Linked DNA regions of Anser cygnoides: region 1 is linked to region 2. Evidence: chromatin contacts called from public Hi-C data. All regions are on one chromosome and are shown on one strand. The core of a region is the stretch at or near the end of the contact, and the rest is flanking DNA. Distances in the headings are between cores, read along the strand shown.

What was found. Hi-C and Micro-C count contacts between places; a contact is called where the count stands out from the background.
Region 1: a contact with region 2 is called in a Hi-C map of liver, with 5 times the contacts expected there. The contact joins the promoter of F7 here to the promoter of TMCO3 in region 2. A contact is called at or near these places in 2 of 7 Hi-C or Micro-C datasets (both in liver).

What each region holds. Positions count from the first base shown.
Region 1 is chr1:148,120,112-148,123,538 of Taihu_goose_T2T_genome, forward strand. It overlaps F7 (coagulation factor VII), which reads right to left and starts at 1,422. Exons shown (of 8, transcript XM_013197422.3): 1 at 497-1,422. The coding sequence starts at 566.
Region 2 is chr1:147,874,977-147,878,578 of Taihu_goose_T2T_genome, forward strand. TMCO3 (transmembrane and coiled-coil domains 3) reads right to left here and starts at 2,164. Exons shown (of 13, transcript XM_013197485.3): 1 at 2,019-2,164; 2 at 1-517. The coding sequence starts at 421. It overlaps DCUN1D2 (defective in cullin neddylation 1 domain containing 2), which reads left to right and starts at 2,292. Exons shown (of 7, transcript XM_066990529.1): 1 at 2,292-2,419. The coding sequence starts at 2,417.

The sequences.
Region 1 (3,427 bases), core at 172-2,671, 240 kb after region 2:
CAAGCAATTTCTTCTGGTTCTGCTGTACTAATTTGGTTGCTGATTTTCAGACACATCCTGAAACTACCGAAGAGCTGCCACCTCGCTCCCATCTACTGCAATGGAAACATAGCGGTCTTCCCCTCTTTAATTTCTTGTCAGCTGAATGAGAGGCTATCGATTCTCTGCTTTGAAAAATACCATGGCTCAGCATGAAATAAAAATAAATCTAGGTTCCTGTTTTCACCTCATAGGCAGGCAGCTGATGGTTGACCTGCTGCCTGTGCAGTGAGGTGATAGATGCGCATATGAGCGTGGAAGGGATTTTCCTCAGCTGGCAAAACAAGCACACGGCTGCCATCACTGAAAGCAAACAAGAGCCTTCGAACAGCTCACAGGCACAACCAGAGGCAGGACAAACATTTCTGTGTGCAACAGCACTCAAAGCTCGCAGTAAGGATTATGCCAGTGTATCAGCAGAGAGGTTTGCTGCCAGTAAATGTAATTGCAGACGTACCTGCATCCAGAGAAAGTGGAATCAGCAGCGGAAAGCAGAGAAGCAAAGCCACGCACTGCCTGGAAACCATGATGAACCCTACAAGTCGGCGTCCCAGCGGCGTATTGACATTTCAGCAAGGACTGTTTGGCCAAAGAGCTCAGCTTCAAACGCTCGGAGCAGAGGAGGGGCCGGCGAGTCATGGAAACCAGGAACGATCCGCGCAGAGAGCTGAGCACGAGGGCGCCTGCAAATCCTGCACCGTGTCCTTTCTGCACCAGCAGGGAGCTTGCTGTCGAAGCACGCTCTCCTGAGCTGTGCAAAGGCTGTGCTGATTGCAGAGGCTTCTACCCTGCCCCTTTATTTTCCATCTAACAGGCCTTTTTCAGGCAAAAAATAAATGCCAGGCCCCTGTGTCTGTATGGCACTGTGCTGGCCGTGTCACCATCCATGCAGAGCTGCAGCAGGGCATTTGTCTCGACCAGGCAGGCCAGGTACAACCTGTCAGGGATTTGGGGGATGACCAAACTGCTGACATCCCCCTTTTTCCCACCTCCCAGTCACCAGTGGAAACCCTGAACTTCTGGCTCAGATTACTTGGAGACACTAATTAACCAGCAGAAGTACCCTACATTGGTTTCCTGTGGCTTTATTGCAAGATGCCTGTGCCTTGCAAGCTGTACCAGCTCGAGGAGATGCGGAGCTGATCCACATTGCGTTTCATGAGTAATGACAGGGCTTCGAGGGGCTAGTCTGCAAATCATATTATATCTGGGGAATAAGCAATCCTCTGATTTAACGGAAATCAATTAGTGGCATCACAGCAGAGAGCTGACAACAGGCTTAGGTAAATGTTGACTTCAGATAGCAGGGAGGTAAAGGGCATGTTTGCCCATGAGAAGCGAAGCAGCCCTGAGGGCTGGGGCATCCTTCAGGCAGTCCTCCCCTCGGTTGGTGCGGAGGAAGGAGGGCTGGCTCTGCACCTCAGCCTTGTGGCCCTGAAAAGCCCCAGCTGTGCTGCTGCTTTGCTGCCAGCGCTCGGCTGAACTTCCAGGAAGCCGCCATCGATCGGACAGCTGGGCTCCCGGCCACCCTTCGCACGCGTTCCTGCTGCTCCATGCCACGGCTGGACATCCTGCTCTGAAACTGGTTTCCTGAGAGGAGGCATTTGGGCACGTCTCTGGATGGCAGCTGGGCTCCCAGCATGGTCAGAGATGGTGGCAGGTCCCGTCCCAGGGCAGGGGGTGGCAGCTGGGGTACTAAAGGAGCTCTAGCAGGCCCAAGCTTTCTGGGAAGCCCCTCCGTACCTCATAACCTGCCAACATGGTCCTCATTCCTTGCTCACTTGCCTACGGCAGTGAGCTGAAAACAGCTAGGACATGTTCAGCTTAGCGAAGCCTAGTTTTTCAGATCTGCTTGCAGACATCTCCCTCTGTCGCGTCTTCTCGGGAAAAGCTGCACCCCCTGTCTGTTTGAACACCAGGTGCCTCCTGCGCCCTAGGCCAGCCCAGCTTGGTCCCTGTCGCCACCCAGGGGTGTCTCCTTGGGCTGGGTGGGATCTGCCAGCACCCTGCTAGGGGCTGCAGGTGGTCCCGCTCCACAGCCATGGCACCACTTCGCTGGCTTCTCTTCCTTGATGGTGCACAGGCTTCTGTACATCCTCTAGGCCTGAGGCAATGCCTCCCTGCTCTCTTTCTCCCTTGCCAGCCTGCACACGTGAAAGATTTTGTTTTTACTGCTTGGGAATACAACAAAACCCATTGTTATTTCGCAGGGAGAAGTCCGAGTACTGGGAACAACAGTCGGTTCCCATGGGGCCAGCCCTTCTTCCAAGAAAAATTCTTGAGATTAGATGTCATCAGGGGTGGCAAGGAGGCCTGTGCCCATGACAAGAGCCACTGGAGATCCAGCTGGACTTCAGGACTTCATGGCAGCTCTTTGCCAGCCAGCTTCACGTAGATCTCTGCTTATAGTGCTTTGGTTGAAGAAGAGCTCTTGACTTCAAGAAGAGCTCCCCTTCCTTATGGTCTGGGACCCCAGCTGGAGGAACAAATGTCAGGTCATTAGCTTGTTTTCCCCAGAAGATCCCTAGATCTCACTTTGTGGGTTTTTTTCTTGTGTGGTCTTGCTGTAGCTTATGAGAATTATCCTGGTATTCTGCTCAATAAATCTCCTTCCCAGTGGAGGCTTCAGCCTTGCCTTATATTTTCTGAGCAATTCCAAGGAAAATAATCCACTGTCCAATTAAAAGTAAATGTATATTAAAGCAAACTCACCCCATGACTGCTGCTAGAATCTGTTTGGGGACAGCTGTTCAGAAAATATGATTTAGGGCATTTTTTTAGTGTATGCTTTGGAAGTCCAAAGTTGCTTCATTTCCAAGTTCATATAAAAAATAAAATAAAAATAACAATAAAAAAAAAGAAAAATGTTAACAATGTGTAAAAATGTCTAAACCAGAAGCAGTAGCCTGGAAGACATGAATTGATGTCTTAGAACATACTGTTCTTTATTCTTGCCTTGGTTTATTTTGACATTTTTCAAAGAAAAACTCGTATGATTTTGCTATTTTTAGGTTGATATTTTGGGTTGAAGATAAGACACATATGGAAGCTACTGGGAACTGTGCAACTCAATCTGATCCATCAGGTCACTGATTATTTAAACATGAGTTTTCCTGTCAGCACTCAGTGACAATTTTTATTATTTTTTTTTTTTAAAAAGGAAAAAAAGAGATTTCTATTTCTGAAATACCATAAGACATCACTTGAGTGAGCTGACCAGGGAGTTTAGGTAAAAAGGGTTTAGGAACAAGCTAAAAATGGAAAATTCAGTCTAAATCTCCAATAACAGTTGTAACTTGCCATCATACACTTATCAGACTACTTACAAGAGATCCAAGCCTGTTATCAAGTTAATTATTTCCTGTTTCTGTTGTACTAAACTGTAAAT
Region 2 (3,602 bases), core at 914-3,413:
CCAGTCTCTGCCTACTGCTTTCCTTCATATTTACAACGTCTTTATAATCCCCCTGTAGAGCTCTCTGGAGGCCGTGGATTGCTTGGAAGACGGAGTTTTCACTCTCATTTAGCTCCTTTTGGAAAATTTCGAAGGTATGCACCTGAAAAAGTTTCTCTTCATCCGACAGCCCCGCATCCTTCTCAACTGCTCTTATGGCATTTTTCAGTTTGTTGAGAACAACGTTCTTCTGGCGAAGAAGGCCGGACAGCTTTCTGCAGCTCTCCAACACCCATTGCTTCCGCTGGGTAATAACAGCTCCTTTCCCACGGTGCAGCTTTATTGCATGCTTTACTACATCTTCGTGTTCTGCAGCATTCGCCAAGTGGCCACAAAGCAGCGAAACCAACGTCCATAGGGGAGTAAATCCAGTCACCTTCATCCTTCACTTTTTACTGCTGCTGGGGGAAGCCGATCATCCACAGCCGCTCAAGGCTTTCTGCTACATGGTTTCTGCATCTCCAGTGCATACACCCTGCTGCAAGACAGTACTAATCAGGTATCAAACATGGAAATGTTGAGCCACTGGATCAAATAAATTATAAAACAAACGGAAGGCTGCATTCTACGCTACAGTCTTTAACAGAACATGAATGGTCTCCTTCGGTCAATAGTTATCAAAACCAGCAACAGCCCGAAGTTATTGACAGGTTTTATTCTCTCTATCTTCTAGAGACGACCTTGTTTAAAGAACATCAACCGGAAGGCTTAGTCATATCACGTGGCAGTCATTTGTGCTGCTTCTCAGAGGAGAGAAAAGCTATTAAAATATCATGCTGTGAGGCCATAGGTTGTATTTCAACCCAGCACCAGAAGGCATTCTTCCTTTATATCAGTAACCCCTTGTAGTTTCTGAAACCTATCCTGAGAAATTGTATTATATTCACTTGGTATGTATACGGTCTCAGAACTGTTAGCGTTAGGTCAGAGGTCGGACTAGGTGATCTTGGAGGTCTCTTCCAACCTAGACGATTCTGTGATTTATACAAAACTTAACGAAAAGAACCTTAACTGAAAGAGATTACATCATACTTGTGAGAGAAACATATCTGCAGGGAAAAAACAGGAGCAAAACTTGCTGGACTTCGCGCTACCAGTTCGGATCAGAGACCTTGATGTGAAAGGCTGCATGGCCTGGAGGCATTTTGTCTGAATGCTAATTATTGATCCTTGTGATTTTAAAATAGGCTTATATTATAAAACAGACTTATATTAAAGGCAAAACCGGTATTGTTCGTGAGTTCCTTACCCAGAAGCTACTTCAAAATCTCGGTGCGAAACCAGGTCCATTTCCTTGACACAAACCCACCCCCCCCGAGGCTACACGCGATAAAGCACCCACTCATACCGGAGCACAGCATCCTAAAGACACACAACCCACACGACATTTGGGTGTATCGCCGCAGGAGCGTGTGTAAGCCCAAATCTCGCCCTTCAAGCCCCGGCCTGGGGTTACCACAAGATGGGTGCAGCTGCCTGGAGGCAGCCCCTGGCAGAGGACCCGCTGTGCCCGTAAGGCAGCAGCAGCAGCGGCAGGGAGGGGTACGAAGGTGTCGGGACGGTGTCAAGCACGGCTTTTGGGGTGCCCCACCTGGGCTTTTGGGGTGCCAGAAATCCCTGGTCCCGACCCGTGGGGGTGGGCGGAGGTGGGTTGGTTTCCTTGCTGGTTTCCTTGCAATGAATGAAACCCGAGCCCGTGGATTTCGGTGCCAGCAGTTGGCTACAGAATAAAGGTGTACGAATACAGGAATTAAAACGTTTAAAATTAAGAAACGGGGGGATAAACGAGGGGCAGGAGCGCGCCCACGCCGCTGGCTGCGATAAATAAAGTGGCAATATTTCACAACTTGGGTGAAATCCCTGCGGTTTTGCCATTTTTAGGAGCTGGAGAGCAGCGGTCCCCATCCCCCGGCGGAAGCCGGAGCGGTGTTTCAGGGAGGTGCTTCCCGCTCGCCCCCCGACCGGCGCTACCCGCTTACCGCACAGCGCCCAGCCGCCCTCCCGGAGCCGGGCTCCGCACCCGCCGCGGTGGCAGCGGGGCAAGGCCCCCGGGCACCGCCAGCCTCGCTCGGCCGCTGCGGCTCCTTTAAGCGCGCTGCCTCATGGGAGATGTAGTCCGGGGTATATATAGCGGCGCGGCGGCGGGGCTGCTCCTTTCGGCGGGCGGCGCGGCGCGGCGCGGAGCACGCCGGGAGATGTAGTCCGCCGCCCGACCGCGGCCTAACCCGCGGCGCGGGAGGAGGAGGAGGAGGGAGGAGGAGGAAGGCGGCGGGGCGATCCCGCTGCCCGGCCGGCCGGCGGTAGGCGGCGCCGCTGCTCGGCGCCTGCGCGGGAGGCGGCGGCGGGCGGTGAAGTTGGGCGAAGCGCCGCTGGGAACATGGTAGGCGGCGGGGCGGGGGGGGAGGGAGCGAGGGGGGCACGGCGAGAAGCGGGGAGCGGGGACGGGTCGGAGGCGGGGGGGACCCCGGGCAGCCCTCGGCTGCCCGCCCCGTTAAGCGCAGCGGTCCCCAATTCCCCGCCCCGTTCCCCCCCGTCCCTCCTCCCGTCCCGGCACCGCGTCCCGAGCCCTGCTCCGGGGCACGGCGGGGGGCGAGCGGGGACCAACCCCCCCCATTCCCCGGTGTCCCCCCGGTGTCCCCCCGGTGCCGCCGGCAGGCAGCGGGGAAGGTGACCCGGGGCGGGCACGGAGCCGGCAGCCGCGTACCTTGCCCTTTTTTGGGCTGCGGGCGGACGCGCAACCCCCCCTCCGTGTCCGTCCCCCCGTCTGTCCCCCTGTCCGTCCCCCCCGGCCCCTCAGGTGTGGGGGTCATGGCTCTTTTGGGGTGTCCCCCCCCCCCCCGACCCCTGCTGGGTGCCCCCTGGCTCAGGGGTTTGGGTAGGTGAGGGGTTAGTGAGGGGGGGGGGGGCGGCTCCGGTGTCTGAACCTTCGTCAGAAGGGAGGGGTTATTGAGGGGTTCATCCCAAAGCACGCTGCTGTTGTTGGTTTTGGGGGGGGGGGGGGGGGGGGGGGTCCTTCTTACGCGAAAAGCTTTGCGTTTTTCTGCTTATATAAAACAGGGAAAGACCGCAGTCCGTATCTTGTTTGTGCCGTGCGTTGCTTGTCCCGAGCCCATCCGTAGGCTCCGTCTGTGTCCGAGAGATAAGGAGGAAACCCGGGGGTGGTCCCGCGCTCGCGGCGTGCTGCCCCCCCTGCCAGCGGCAGCCTCCGTCCCACCGATATTTCGGACACCCCCGGGGGGGTGTTTTCTGCTTCACCCGCTGCTTCAGGCAGCAGTAAGCAGCTTGAGACAGATTTCTCAGATAACGCGTCCAGTGGTGTCAAAACGTGATAAAAAACCAGAGTTGGGTTTAAGCTAGCTCCTTCCTCCAGCAGGATCGCGCTGACCGATGGCGACGGCAAGTTTGCTCCCTAGAAAATCCCTTCTCCCGCCTCTTGTTTTTATTCCCACAGACTTGGGGGTGCTGCAATTGGTGGCTGCGGCAATTAGCTGTCATTAAGGGGGACCCCTTAGTGGTGCCTCGGTGCCACTGCAACAGGCCGCTTTGCTGGTTAATGTGCTAAC